Linked DNA regions of Hordeum vulgare: region 1 is linked to region 2. A link is a contact called in public Hi-C data. All regions are on one chromosome and are shown on one strand. Each heading gives the region's core, a stretch centred on a gene start, on an enhancer-like site or on the middle of the called end of the contact. The rest is flanking DNA. Distances are from core to core; before and after follow the strand shown.

Region 1 (6,977 bases), core at 4,380-6,879, 720 kb after region 2:
ACATACTTGTTGGTTGAGTTGATAGAGTTTTCGGGTTTGCGAAGAAGAGGACCACACACCTGATCTTCCTCGCTGTATAAAGAGTTCATCTGTAATTTCCCCCCGTCCTTTTTCTTTTTCTTTGGCTCTGAACACTGCTGTATAGATTTGAAGATTTTCATACAATGAAAGGAATACTTGCTCCAGTCAGTGTTCTTGATGCCTCGAGCTTGTTAAACTGTCTCGAGTTGGCGTTTGAAGAATCAACCATGAGGTCAGTTGTGTGGCCCAGGCAGTTCTTTGTTAGTTGTTACCCTTGTTCATACTCTTGTTTGTACTTTGTAGTAACCTACTGCACTATCAAATAACTTGCTAGGAATGCATTCTGTACAAGTTGCAATATAAATGTTTTCTTTTCCAACGAGACCTGTCATCTCAGACAGAGATTTCTGAAGACTTCTTCTTTTGGTTGGCACTTAGTCACAGGATTAAACAAATCTTGGTTGTTAATTAGGTGCAATGGCTGTTAGCGGTCCGCTTTCTGAGCAGTAAACATGACATGTACATGGACACTGGAGAATCTTAGAAAGAGGTTTCTTTCCTTAAGAAGGTGAATCTCACAAGGTTAGTTGAGTTGCGGGAAACAGTGGCAGCAAGAGGAGACCCGATCATGTGCGCATTAGGTAGGAAAAATTAAGATCATATCATACGTACGGTTGCTTCGTCATAGACTTATAGGCCGCACGAAAAAGCGCGGTGCGTGTCTGATTATATATGGGATAGATTCTGATCAGGAAGCTGGAGGGTCACACATTCATATTCATACTAGCTTTAGCAAGTAGCAGTGGAATAATGCAACAGTGTTGCTGTGTTCTTAAGCTGAGCGTGTGAGGATACTACAGTAGTCTCCTCATGTCTTGCACTGAAACATACCAATCACTCTAACATGAAAGGTGAGTGGGTGAGTGGGGTTCATGCTAGGTTCCATAAAGTTCTTGCTTTTATTAATTTGTCAGCTAATTTTAGTCTCGTGCTTTTTCTCGCTGAAATTAACCTCCATGAGAACAATGTGCTCGCGATAGATTACGTTCTTTTTTCAGTAATGGAAGGTGCCCATGCTTGCATACATGTGCCTGGTGTACACTTTTGTGGTGGTCGGGTGTTTAAAACAGATTGCGCATTGAAAGAAGTCTTTGAAATGGTTGGGTGATCATAGGCACCCCACTACCACTAGTACCTTTGGTTCAACATTTCTTTCTTCTTTTACTTCAACAACCTCAAGTGCCAGAAGCAAAGGGAAATGATAGCTGCCTGCTTAGCTGTAAGAGGTGGAAATCATGCCAAGTGTTGAAGTTCGGCCAAGTACTTACTTGCATTTGATTGAGGATTGCAAGCCTAAGAGCATCTCTAGTAGAGCCCTCAAACTCTTAAAAATAACCGCTTTTTTACGGTTTTCATCGGAAAAACGGCGTAGACTAGAACCCTTAAACCCTTAAACCCGTAAAAAAATTTAGAGGTCCAACCCTCAAACCCCTTCCCAACCTGTAGAAGTAAGGGTTGTGAGGGAAAACTGTCCCCAACCCGTACTCCACTTCTCACCTCGCGCAGGAGGCAGTTGGTTCCCCGCGCGCGCGAGCAAGTCGCCTCGGCCGCCGACGCCCCGCGCTCCGGCCGCCGCCCCGCGCTCCCTCCGAGCACGTCTAGTAGAACCCTCAAACCCTTAAATCTAAAACCAGTTTTAAGGGTTGAGAATTGGTCATTTTTGACACTTTTAAGGATTGAAAAACAGGGGCAAAGACTAGAACCCTCAAACCCAACCCTTATAACGGAATATAAAAATATCATTTGGCGTATCACAATTTTCACTAGAAAAACACAATAAACATTCAAACAAACACGGAAATAAAGATCATTGATGCATGGTTTAATAGTTTTTACATCACACAATCATCATCTTCCCCCTCTCATCGACACCATCACCAAAAAGTTGCACTTGGCGCCATTTCCTAGACCACTTCCACGTCCATCAAGCATGCTTAAATGGGAATGACTTGCCCTTGGAAGCGGCCATCTCCTTGTACCTCATGCCGGCAATTGTCTCCTATCAACCACACATAATCACATAAGAACCCACCAATAGCATAGTACACACACATAATCAAAATAGTGAAGAGATATGTACTCACATAGTCACTCTCCACGGTTCCACTAGGTGGTGCATCCTTCACTTGGTCCATGGCCGCACTCCAACGAGCACAAGCGGGCTTCATCAACTCCCACCGCCCTTGAAGCGACCGGTAAGTGCGAGAGATGAACCCACTATTCTTCGGCTTGATCCTACAATAGTTGTCCTCGATCCTTTGCCAATACCGTTTACCGGTTTGATCGGTGCCGATGGTTGAATCCATCCCCACAGCTGCCCAAGCACGAACCAAGTCGTCACCAACCCTAAAGGGTTCTAGAGGCGGAGCCCCGAGGTCCACCTCCGCGTCTTGGAGGAGGTCCATGAACGAGGATGGGGTTGCCATTTTCTCGAACACCTCGTGCGCGGCGGGAGGAGGTTTGGCGACGGCGGCGGGCGGGGCCGTGGGCTTCTTCCGCGCCGCGAGCTTCTTCCGCACCGGGGACGAGCCGGCGACCTTGGAGGAAGCCCCTCGCGGCCCACGGGAGGACACCTTCGGCCGACTCTTCTTAGGGGCGGGCGCGGCGGCGGGGGTGGGCGCCGGGGTGGGGACGGGGGCCGGGGCGGGAGCCGGGGAGGCGGGAGGAGGCGGTGCGAGGCCCGCCCGCCGCTGCTTGGCCCCGACGTGGGTCGCCGCCACCACGTCGGCCACGGTCGGGTGCATGCCGGGGGCGGGGGCGGGGGCGGGCGGGGCGGGGCAGGCGCGGCGGCCGGGAGGCCTCCATGGCGGCGAGGCGGCGGCAGGAGCCGGGAGGCGGGATGAAATCCCTCTCGCGCGAGGGTGGAACAGGAGTGCGGGTTGGGGGGAGTTTTTCCTCCCAACCCTCACTTCTACAGGTTGAGAAACAGTTTGAGGGTTGGACCTCTAAATTTTTTTACGGGTTTGAGGGTTTAGGGGTTCTAGTCTACCATTTTTTTCCGACGAAAACTGTAAAAAAAAGTTATTTTTATGGGTTTGAGGATTTGAGGGCTCTACTAGACTTGCTCTAAGGGTGTGTTTGGATTCGAGACAAAAGCCAAGCTAGCCTTGCTAGACAAGACTGGGCATTTGTTAACCCCAAAAATTCTTGCCTCGCTAGGCTAAAGAGCAGTTGGGGCTAGGAAAACTTTGCCAGGGCAGGAGAATGGAATCGGCTCTCCTTCAGCGGCAAGAACGAACAAAAATTACGGATCATGATGAAAGATTGCCGGTTACCACAACTCTCCGGCTTTAGCAAAAGAACCAAACGTCTGCCCTTGCTCACATGAGCTACGCTCAAATTCTATTGCCTGGCTAAGCAAGCTCGATGCAAGAACCAAACACACCCTAAGTTACTTATTGTTTTTAATTTATTGGTACTTGAGAAAGAGCAAGCTTTAGTCAGTTCGAGCATGTACAGCCGGACCCCTCAAATGACCGGTTCATACGTCCGCGGACGCGTCCGGTCAGTGATCGAATAGGAGAAGAAAAAAATTGATCCAACCGGACCCCTCATATGGTTTTTATATGTCTGGGTTGTACATAAACCCTCATAACCATCTTAAAGATAAGGATGATATGAGGGCTCGCGGACGCGTTCGGTCAGTCCGCCACATAGGAAGTGACTCCATTCCGGACCATCTTTTTCCTTTCTTTATTCATTTTTTTTTCTCTTTTTCTTTATCAATCACGTGCAAGTGATCGGACATATGAGGAAGAAAATAAAAAATATGCCTGCACAAATAAATAAATAGGAGACATGCTCGTTCACTGACCGGACGCGTCTGTGGGTGTTTGAGTGCCCAAATTTGTAAGTTATGGCTGAAAATGCTCTTAGTGTAGGCATTTGCGTGTGTGGCCAGCTTTCTTCGACGTCTTTGCATGGATCATAGTTGATGTCTCAAGAATAAAGCGGTGCAGGCAGTACCAAGGCGTGGCAGGAAACTTGAGTACTGGTGGGTTGACTGCACACTCGCACGCCTAGCAGATGGAACAACACCCTGTCCTCACAATGTTGATCATTAATGGAGGGTGGTTTCAGAAGAAGAAAAACGACGGAGACTCTACTCCTCACAAAATTATTATAAGTATTTTCTTTTTGCGAAAAACAAGTAAAGGTAGCAACTAATAATAAGTTTTTCTTTGAAAAAAAAAGCTAGCAACTTATAGGACGTATCTTTTTTTTTTTTGCAAAAACAGAAAAACAAGAAAAGGTAGCAACTTATAATAACTTTTTCTTTGCAAAAGGAACAAGAAAAAACTAGCAACTTATGGGAAGTATCTTTTACTTTGCAAAAACAAAAAAGAAAACAAGAAAATGGTAGCAACTTATAGGAAGTATCTTTTTTACAAGATAAACAAATTTATATTTTTCTGATAAACGGTCAAACTTTGATAATGTAAGAATGGACAATAAATTGATGACAATAAGACGGCTGTGGCAACAAAATCCTAAATAAACTCGCTAGCTGTCCCTATTCTCCCTTACTTCCTTCGTTCGGTAATAAGTGTATTTTTTCCTTTTTTGTCAGTCAAATTAGTTAAATTTTAACTAACTTTATTGAGAAAAGTGTTAGCATTTATGACATCAAATTAGTATCAATAGATTTGTCTTTACATGAAGTTTCCAAATATATCATTTTCATGCCATGTATGTTGCTACTATTTCCTATAAAGTTGGTCAAAATTTAAAAAGTTTGACTAAGTACAAATCTATATGTACACTTATTTGTGAACGGAGGGAGTATGTGTCTTGGCATTCACAGAAGTCTCCAATGAAGAAATTCCGTAAAGCCAAAACAACACAAACTCTTGCATGGTAGGTTAGCAAACAACTACTCCCTCCGTTCCTAAATATAAGTCTTTTAACCGATTTCACTATGTGTCTAGATACGGAGCAAAATGAATGAATCTACACTCTAAAGTATGTCTATATACATCCGTATGTAGTCCACTAGTGAAATCTTTACAAAGACTTATATTTAGGAACGGAGGGAGTACTTGCCTGCTTCATTGTTGGGTCAGGCAAAATAAGGCGAAGCGGATGGCAAGCCATCAAATATATAGCCGATGATAACCACATTACAAGAAGTTGTTCAATATGGGCCACGACAATTACAATTGGGCGAGGATAAAACTGCGAGATTTTTTTAGAGGAAAATGTCTTAAACCATCAAAACAATGTTAAGATGGGAAATTAAACTCCATGCACTACTCTAGCCTTATATCCAAGGCCCCCCCTCTTTTGAAGCCATAATGACCGTCGGAGACGAGAGGGAGGGCTGGACTGGCGGAAGGAGTCGCTTCGGGCTGTTAGGAGATGTGATTTTTTTAGAGAACGTTGACTGCGATAAAAAGGCCCTGTTGCACTCAAAAGGCCCACTAAAATTGCATAAGGTGTCACAGGCCTCAATTTCTAGGCCTCTATATACCAACTATGGGCCGTAAGTAATTGCCGCGGATCAAGCAAACATTCTTATCTGACTCCTGGCCTCCTGGGCCATTGCGCGAGACCCAATTACACAGACTCACCCGAACGGACTCGCCGCTTTTCTTTTCGTCGCCGGATACACAACCGAAGCCGCCGTGCTCCGCCGCCTCCTCTCGCTCCGCCTCCGCCTTCGCCGTCTGTTGCATCCCTGTCGGCCATGTCGGTGAGTGCCCTCCGCAAACGAACCCTCCGACCTCCCTGCTTCCCTCCTCCCCACGCAAAACCCTTGCCCCTTTACCCGCTTCCCCCGACTGATCCGCCCGCTGCATCTCTCCCCTTCCGCAGATCTTCGAGTACAACGGGAGCGCCGTGGTGGCGATGGTGGGGAAGAACTGCTTCGCGATCGCCAGCGACCGGCGCCTGGGCGTGCAGCTGCAGACCGTCGCCACCGACTTCCAGAGGGTGTTCAAGATCCACGGCAAGCTGTACATCGGCCTCTCCGGCCTCGCCAGCGACGCCCAGACGCTGTGGGTCCCCAGTCCTCGATCTGCGGTTTCTGGTTGCTTGGCTGATCGCCCCTGATTTGGTGGCTTTCGTCGGTTTAGGGTTTGGGCCTGATGTGTGTGTGTGTGTGTGCAGGTACCAGCGGCTGGTGTTTAAGCACAAATTGTACCAGCTTCGGGAGGAGAGGGACATGAAGCCTGAGACCTTCGCCAGCCTTGTCTCGGCCCTCCTCTACGAGAAAAGGTGAGAAGCTTCAAGTATTAGGATCCCGGTAACTTGACTTCGAGCATCGTGCAATTGCGATCCTGTTAAGGGTAGAAAACATGAACCAGTGCTGAACATGGGAAGTAAATTTAGACATGCTGAAATGCTTCGTGGCGACTGGTTTACTATGCGAAGTAGTGTTGGGGTGCCTTCCATCGGGTTAATCTCCACATAATTTGGGATAAAAGAATGATGATTAATGATACAGCTGGTGCTACAACAAATGTTACCCTCTGATACATAGGTTTATATTTTGCGTAGTTATGTTGAATGTAATTGTGCAATTCTTCTTCTTGTGGCAGTCTGATTCATAAATCATATTTTTATAAGCTGAAATGTGTAGGATGTTTGTGTAGATACAGTAACTGTATTTTTTCTTCTTCTTGTCCTTCTGTCTTATTACCACCCCTTATATTTGCTGAACTATGGGGACAGCTAACCGAGTTATTTCATGATATTTAGGTTTGGGCCATACTTCTGCCAACCAATTATTGCTGGGCTAGGTGAAAATGATCAGCCATTTATATGTACCATGGACTGCATTGGTGCCAAGTATGTATCATTTATCTTTCTGTGACCTTTTCTGTTACATGTGTTACAATGTTACCTCCTTCTCAAAAGTACAATTAATTTGAATACGGCCATGGGCTATGTTTTAT
Region 2 (6,977 bases), core at 2,639-5,138:
AGTCAACTTTAAGCTATGGAAAAGACTTTGTCGGGCAGACTAGAGCATCCTAACTATTCATTCATCGCAACAGACAGCAGCTATTAAAAGTCAGACCCTTCCCACCCAAATATGCTCGATACCTATTCGTTGTTAAATAAATCCAAACTAACTGTCCAGTTACATCTATTTCATGAATGGGTCCTGATTTCATAAATATCTTAACTGGATTAAGTAATGTGGCTTCTACGTGTGCACTAACTATAGTATACCTAAGAAGATATCCCTTCATTTTGTATTGTAAGGACCAAGATTTTCATAATGATAAGACGTGCATGTTACTTTATTGATGTTTAAGTCGTTTCCCACATTTATCAAACTTTCCTTCTCCTTTATTACAAGGATCAATTCACTAGCTATTCCCACTGCAAATTCCAATGCATTTTATAATTAAAAATGGAGAGCGTAAGTATAATAACACATGGCTCAGATCTGTGGTCGTGAATGGTACTTTTGAGTGTCAAAGTTAATGATAGCATTGGAACTTAATGACAGCATTAGATCTTATTTTGGATGTTATGTTGGTCATGAATGCCCTTTCATTTTAACATTCCTGCTAATTACCTGCATAAAATGGTACAACTGCCACAGGAAAATGGTTTATTTGTTAGCTTTGTACCACATCTGATGGATCATGGCATAGCAATATTGCAGCATGCTGATGATACCATCTTATTCATACAAGATGAGCTGGAAGGTGCCAGGAATCTGAAGCTGCTGCTTTACATGTTTGAACGAAATTAAGGTCTGAAAATGAATTTGCAGGAAAGCGATGACAAGGGGCAGATGTATGCTGATAGGGAGAGCGGCCTATTAAGTATTTGGGGTAGCAGTGTGTAGTAGCCGGTTACATGTGGCTGACTGGGTGTCATTGGACGTTGGAGGAAAAACAGACTGATGGATGGAAAGGAGGAACACTATCGCTGGCACAGGAAAATTGTGTTTTCGATAAAATTTGACCAAAAATGGGCTGACACTGTATTCAAGACATTTCAAAAATCTGCTAGGGCAAACTGTGTGAAACTTTCCAAGAATGATCACTATATTAGCGTTAATTTTACAGAATTTTTCAAAATTTCCTGGACAGTTCCATTCTTTTGACAAAAATTTGACTAAAAAGACCTGAAAATTTCAGGGTATTTTTAAATATGTTATGCCAAATTGTGTGAAACTTTCCCAGAATGATCACTATATTGGTGTTGATTTTAAAGATTTCTTTGGACACTTCCATTTTTTGACACAATTTGATCAAAAATGGGTTAAGTGACTACACTGACGTGGCTCTGGCTGGCCAGTCAACGGGTCAAAACTAGGTCTACTTAGTGAAAAGCAGTTTTAGGGGAGAGAAGGGTTGATTCCTAGCCGGTTTTGATAGTTCAGGGTTGATTCTTAGACGATTTCAGAGTTCAAGGTTGAATCTTAGACAAATTGAAGAGTTCAAGGTTATCGTATGAGCTGCCAAAGACAACTATTGGTGGTATGAACAAAACAATCAGGAAGTTTTTCTGGCAAGGTGGCTACACCAAAAGGAAATACCATATGGTAAGGTGGCTTATAATATGTAGACCCACGAAGAAAGGTGACCTGGGCATTCATGACTTGAAAAATTCAATATCAACCTGTTGCGTAAGGTGGCCAGGGCATTCATGACTTGGCAGGTCTTCAAAACGCCAATGATCGAGCAGCACTAGAGATGTCGACGGTGGTGCTAGAGATGTCGGAAGTATGATGATCGTACGCATGAAGCTGGAGGTCAAACCTTGCATATTACTCATCCTGGACCTGCTGAAGAAGATGACCGAGACTCTTTTGATGGATGCTCACCCTTGCTGTTCGTGATACTGGGACATGATCCACGAGAGCAGATCTTACCTCCATCCTCCACTCCTCAAGTCCTGGCTAGCTAGATATTTGTTTCTTACTCGTACAAATTTAGGGTTAGATATTTATTTGTGATTTGTCACGTGTGAATTCAGTGTGACAGTTGGTAAGATTTTATTGGGTTGATCTACTTTTGTGACTTTGTATCTTTGCATGATAAATTGCTTACTATTACTTCAAATTTCAGCAGTCATGTCAGCTATGAAGTATGCATCCCGTCGTGAGGAAGGAAAAAGAGAAAATGAGTACATTAGTTGACAGAATAACAAGAACGATCCATGGACCATGGATAATTGTTGACATCAACACGGATGGTAACAATGTGAGTGATCATGAGCACATATTTAATTCATTACAGAATATGCTATTCTTGATGAGGTACCAATTTTCAGGGTATAATATGTGGTATAAATTATTTGATAAGAATATTTCTTGTGCATGCACTCTACATGTTAATTGGCAAAAAATCATACATGCATATATCGGTTAATATGATGTTTTATATGATTGGGCCTCGGATTCTAGTTTCGCCCCGGGCCCCCAAAATCTCAGGACCGGACCTGTTTTTGGTTTCCAAATTATTGAAATCACCATGCAGTAGATTGGAGAATTTCTGCCACCCTGCTCAAGCAATATACACAGAAAAGCTTTCATTTACCTGTTAGACTCTGTAAGGATTGTTCAAGCTCCCAGCAGCCCATCACCGCTTCCATTGCGTGAACACGTACATGCTGCTGGAGCTGTTCTTTAAATGAACAGAGAAGCAATACATAATGTGTCTGCAAGCCAGTGAAGGACAATTAGAATCCACAAGCAGGATTATACCCAGAGAAAAACATTATGCTAGATGTAAGCAACATATTCATTTCTTAGAAGATATACGAGTATCTGAAAAGAAGAGGAAATTCTAGTAATGCGCAACATAAAAGCATTGTAGATGATCAGTAGCCGTAAGGGCACTACTAAAGAAGATCGAAGTAAAGACAGAAATGGGCAATTCATATAGACGAGCACGTATGCTAGTATAGTACTCCCTCCATCCCAAAATAAGTGTCTTAAGCTTAGTACAACTTTGTACTAGAGCTAGTACGAAACTGAGACAGTTATTTTGGGACAGAGGGAGTATGGCATTTCAGGTCTGCCAAATAAGTTGTTAGTACGCTGTAAACCACAAAAAGGTCCACCACCCATGGCGTATCTACACTGCTTCAACAGGTATGGTGCCACTATATCGATGAACCCTAGTCGTACCTGCTTTGGCTTCATTTCTACTTCATACGAAACAAATCAATAAGGAAATTGCAGCAGTGTTGTTATAATAACCAGCAGCCTCTAGTCAGATCGACCCTCCCACGTTCGCCACACGGTGCACATCACAAACCCATCACCAGCCCTACTCAAAACCTATGCAAATTTTATCCCAATTCCGAATTCCAATTGTTCACACGAAGCATATACACACACCCTAACAAGGCAGGCACGGCACCAGGTGGCATGGTAACGCAGGAAAAAAATAAAGGGCAGGGGCGCGAAAGCCATAGATACCATGAAGAGGTCGAGCTCCTCGCCTCCGGAGGGCCCGCCCGCGGCGGCGGCGGCGGCGGCGAGCGGGGGCGGGCGGGCCGCGATCTGCGCGTCGATGCGGGGGAGCTGGTCGACGGGGGTGGCGACGCGGAGGCAGGCGACGTGGGCCTCCAGGAGCCGCTCGTACAGCGGGTGGGCCGCGACGGCCGCCTTCTCCCTCTCCCCGCCGCCGCCGCCGGGGGAGAAGCTAGGGTTTGGCGACGAGGCGGCGGCCGCGGCAGCCGCCGCCGCGTCCATCGCGAGCCCGTGGTCCGGGTAGTGGAACGACATCGAGCCCTCCGTCGCCGCGTCGTCGGGTGGCGAGGTGGAGGGAGGCAGGCGGAGGCGGGGCGCTCAGGGGGGAGAGGAGGCGCAACGACCTCGGCGGTTGTGGGTTTTGGTTGGTGGGGGTGGGAGGGACGGGCGGAGTGGATGACTGATGGCAGGGTGGGTTGGCGTCCTTGTCGCAGCTGACGACTGTCCGCGAGCGGGCGAGACGACGAGCTCGTCAAAGTATGTGAGGTGTGGACTGCAGAGACGTGCACCCTACGGCGTCGATACCGACGAGGAGATACAGCTGCTGGCCGCCGTCGAGACCAAATTACAGTTAAAAATCCATGGAGAAGAACACATTTAAAATTTAGCATGAACGGTGACATGCCATACTATTGGTCACTCTTCATTGCATGATTTCTTTTCCTTCGTACCTCATGAATGAATGTGAGTTTGAATTTGAAATTATATGTTGTGGATTGACAATATTTGCATTGATCCTATATAGGGGTGGATTAACGAGCTACTCGGCTTGTTAAGCTCGTGCTCGTGAAGGCTCGACTTGTTAAGCTCATTAAGATTAACGAGCTGAAAACCCTGCTCGGCTCGGTTCGTTTGAAACTCGTTAAGCTCGTGAGTACTCGCGAGCGCTTGTTAACAGATTTTAATGTGTGACGGTGTATATGATAAGTGTGTAGGTGTGGTTTTTAAAAAGAAAAAATGGTGCCTATAAAAAAATTCATTAGTTTGTAACTTTGTATATAGATTAGATTGAGTAGATGGGATGAGGTGCTACGTAAATTTTGTCATGTACGATGAAAATATGTTGTATTGTTATTAATGAGCTTAACGAGCCACTCGTGAAACACGTTAGCTTGTTCGTTAAGCTCGTTAATCTTAACGAGCTGAAATTGATGATTGGCTCTCTTCATTAAGAAGCGAGCCACGAGCTTAACGAGCCGAACTATCGAGCGCTCATTAGGCTCGCGAGCTACGAGCTTTTGGTCCAGCCCTAATCGTATGCCTTGGAGCATCTTCAATAGTCGCGGTATCGCCGCACGCGCAAAAACGATTTTGCAGCGTCGAAATTAGAAATTTTAGCGCGACGGAGTGTGCTGGCTCGAGCAGCGGCGACAAATATTGCGCCCGTGAGCCGCGTCCGTCGCACGACGTGCAAGTTTCTTCTTCGGCGGCCTAGTGGAGCCATCATCCGCCTTCTTCTTCTTTCCGGACACCTTCTTGACGGCCTTCTTCACCGCCGGTGCATTTGGAATCTTCAAGGGGGGCGCGTGTCACGGCGGGCGCCGGCGCGCCACCACCCGCCGAGGTCGTCGTGGTGTCATGAAAAGGTTAAGCGCGAGACCGGTGCTCGGAGGAGCTCCGGCGGAGACGAGCCCAAAGCTCGTCGGGCTAGGGTTTGCGCCGGCGCTTGTGGCGGCAGTGGAGGGATCGCGGGCATAGGAGGGGGTGAGGGGGATGTCTATGTGGTTGTCCATCGGGCGGTTTCGACGACGGCGGCGCGAGCGGGGCGAAGGCGCGGCGGCGCGGGTGATACGTCCCAAACGTATCTATAACTTTTACTTGTTCCATGATCATTTGGGTGACAATGTTATATGTTTTGCTACACTTTTATATCATTTTACACATATTTGGACTAACCTACTAACTCATTGCACCCGGTGACAGTTTCTGTGTGCTGATGTCTATTTTGCACGGGCTTTTACCCAATTTTTGGAAGCCCGAAAAAATCCAGAAAAATATATAAAAAATCAGCGAAACAAAAGCTTCGGGGTCACCGAAGGAGGGCCAGAGGGGGGCCAGGGGCCTCCGATGCGGCCTGCTGGCGCGGCCAGGCCCTAGGCCGCGACAGGAGGTCGTTTGGGTGGGTCCCACCTCCTCTAGTGCCCTCCTTTGGTCTATATTTAGAGATCCGTGAGGAAACCCTCGCAGACTTTCTGGAATCGCGAATTTCTCCATCGTTCCGCCTCCTCAGCGCTTCCAAGATTGGGAGCGTCACGAGACCTCTTCCCGGCACCCTGTTGGAGGGAGGATTGACCCCCGGAGCTTCTCCACCACCATGGACGCTTCCCGGACGTGTCGTGAGTAGTCCTCCTTGGACCATGAGTCCATGACCAGTAGCTATTGTTGGGGAACGTTGCATGGGAAACAAAAAAATTCCTACGCACACGAAGACCTATCATGGTGATGTCCATCTACGATAGGAGATTTGGATCTACGTACCCTTGTAGATTGCACAGCGGGAAGCGTTTAAGAAACGTGGTTGATGTAGTGGAACGTCTTCACGTCCCTCGATCAGCCCCACGAACCGTCCCACGAATTGTCCCACGATCCATTCCGATCTAGTGCCGAACGGACGGCACCTCCGCGTTCAGCACACGTACAGCTCGACGATGATCTCGGCCTTCTTGATCCAGCAAGCAAGACGGAGAAGTAGATGAGTTCTCCGGCAGCGTGACGGCACTCCAGTGGTGGTGACGATCTACTCCTGCAGGGCTCCGCCCGAGCTCCGTAAAAATACGATCTAGAGGAAGAACTATCTTGTCTATATCTGACTTGCACGTGGCAAAAGTTGTCTCAAATCAGCCCTAAATCACCACTATATATAGGAGGGAGGGGGAGGGGGCTTGCCTTGAGGGCCAAGCCCTCAAGGGTGCGCCGGCCAAAGGAGAGGACGAGTCCTACTCCAATCCTACTCCAATTTAGGATTGGAAAGTGGAGTCCTTCTCTTCCTTCCCACCTCTTTTTTTTTCTTTTTCTTTGGTTTTCTTTCCTTGGCGCCAAGGCCCTCTTGGGCTGTCTCCACCAGCCCACTAGGGACTTGTGGCGCCACCCTATGCCTTTGGGCTCACTCCCGGAACCCATTCGTCACTCCCGATACAATGCCGGTAATGCCCGAAAACCTTCCGGTAACCAAATGAAACCATCTATATATCAATCTTCGTTTCCGGACCATTCCGGAAACCCTCGTGACGTCTGTGATCTCATCCGGGACTCCGAACAACATTCGGTAACCACACATATAACTCAACTATACTAAAACATCGTCGAACCTTAAGTGTGCAGACCCTGCAGGTTCGAGAACTATGTAGACATGCCCCAAGGAACTCCTCGGTCAATATCCAATAGCGGGACCTAGATGCCCATATTGGATCCTACATATTCTCCGAAGATCTTAACGAACCTCAGTGTCAAGGATTCAT

The links. Hi-C and Micro-C count contacts between places; a contact is called where the count stands out from the background.
Region 1: a Hi-C map of seedling shows a contact between it and region 2, with 5 times the contacts expected there. The contact joins the promoter of LOC123403355 here to the promoter of LOC123402147 in region 2. A contact is called at or near these places in 2 of 6 Hi-C or Micro-C datasets (leaf and seedling).

The regions. Positions count from the first base shown.
Region 1 is chr6H:111,911,136-111,918,112 of MorexV3_pseudomolecules_assembly, forward strand. LOC123403355 (proteasome subunit beta type-3) reads left to right here and starts at 5,630. Exons shown (of 7, transcript XM_045097296.1): 1 at 5,630-5,773; 2 at 5,896-6,077; 3 at 6,190-6,297; 4 at 6,781-6,870. The coding sequence starts at 5,768. It overlaps LOC123403209 (probable receptor-like protein kinase At1g80640), which reads left to right. Exons shown (of 10, transcript XM_045097158.1): 10 at 1-185.
Region 2 is chr6H:111,190,546-111,197,522 of MorexV3_pseudomolecules_assembly, forward strand. LOC123402147 (homeobox protein knotted-1-like 2) reads right to left here and starts at 3,889. Exons shown (of 6, transcript XM_045096027.1): 1 at 3,466-3,889; 2 at 2,579-2,699. The coding sequence starts at 3,774. LOC123402148 (a long non-coding RNA gene) reads right to left here and starts at 2,572. Exons shown (of 2, transcript XR_006611241.1): 1 at 1,864-2,572; 2 at 860-1,785.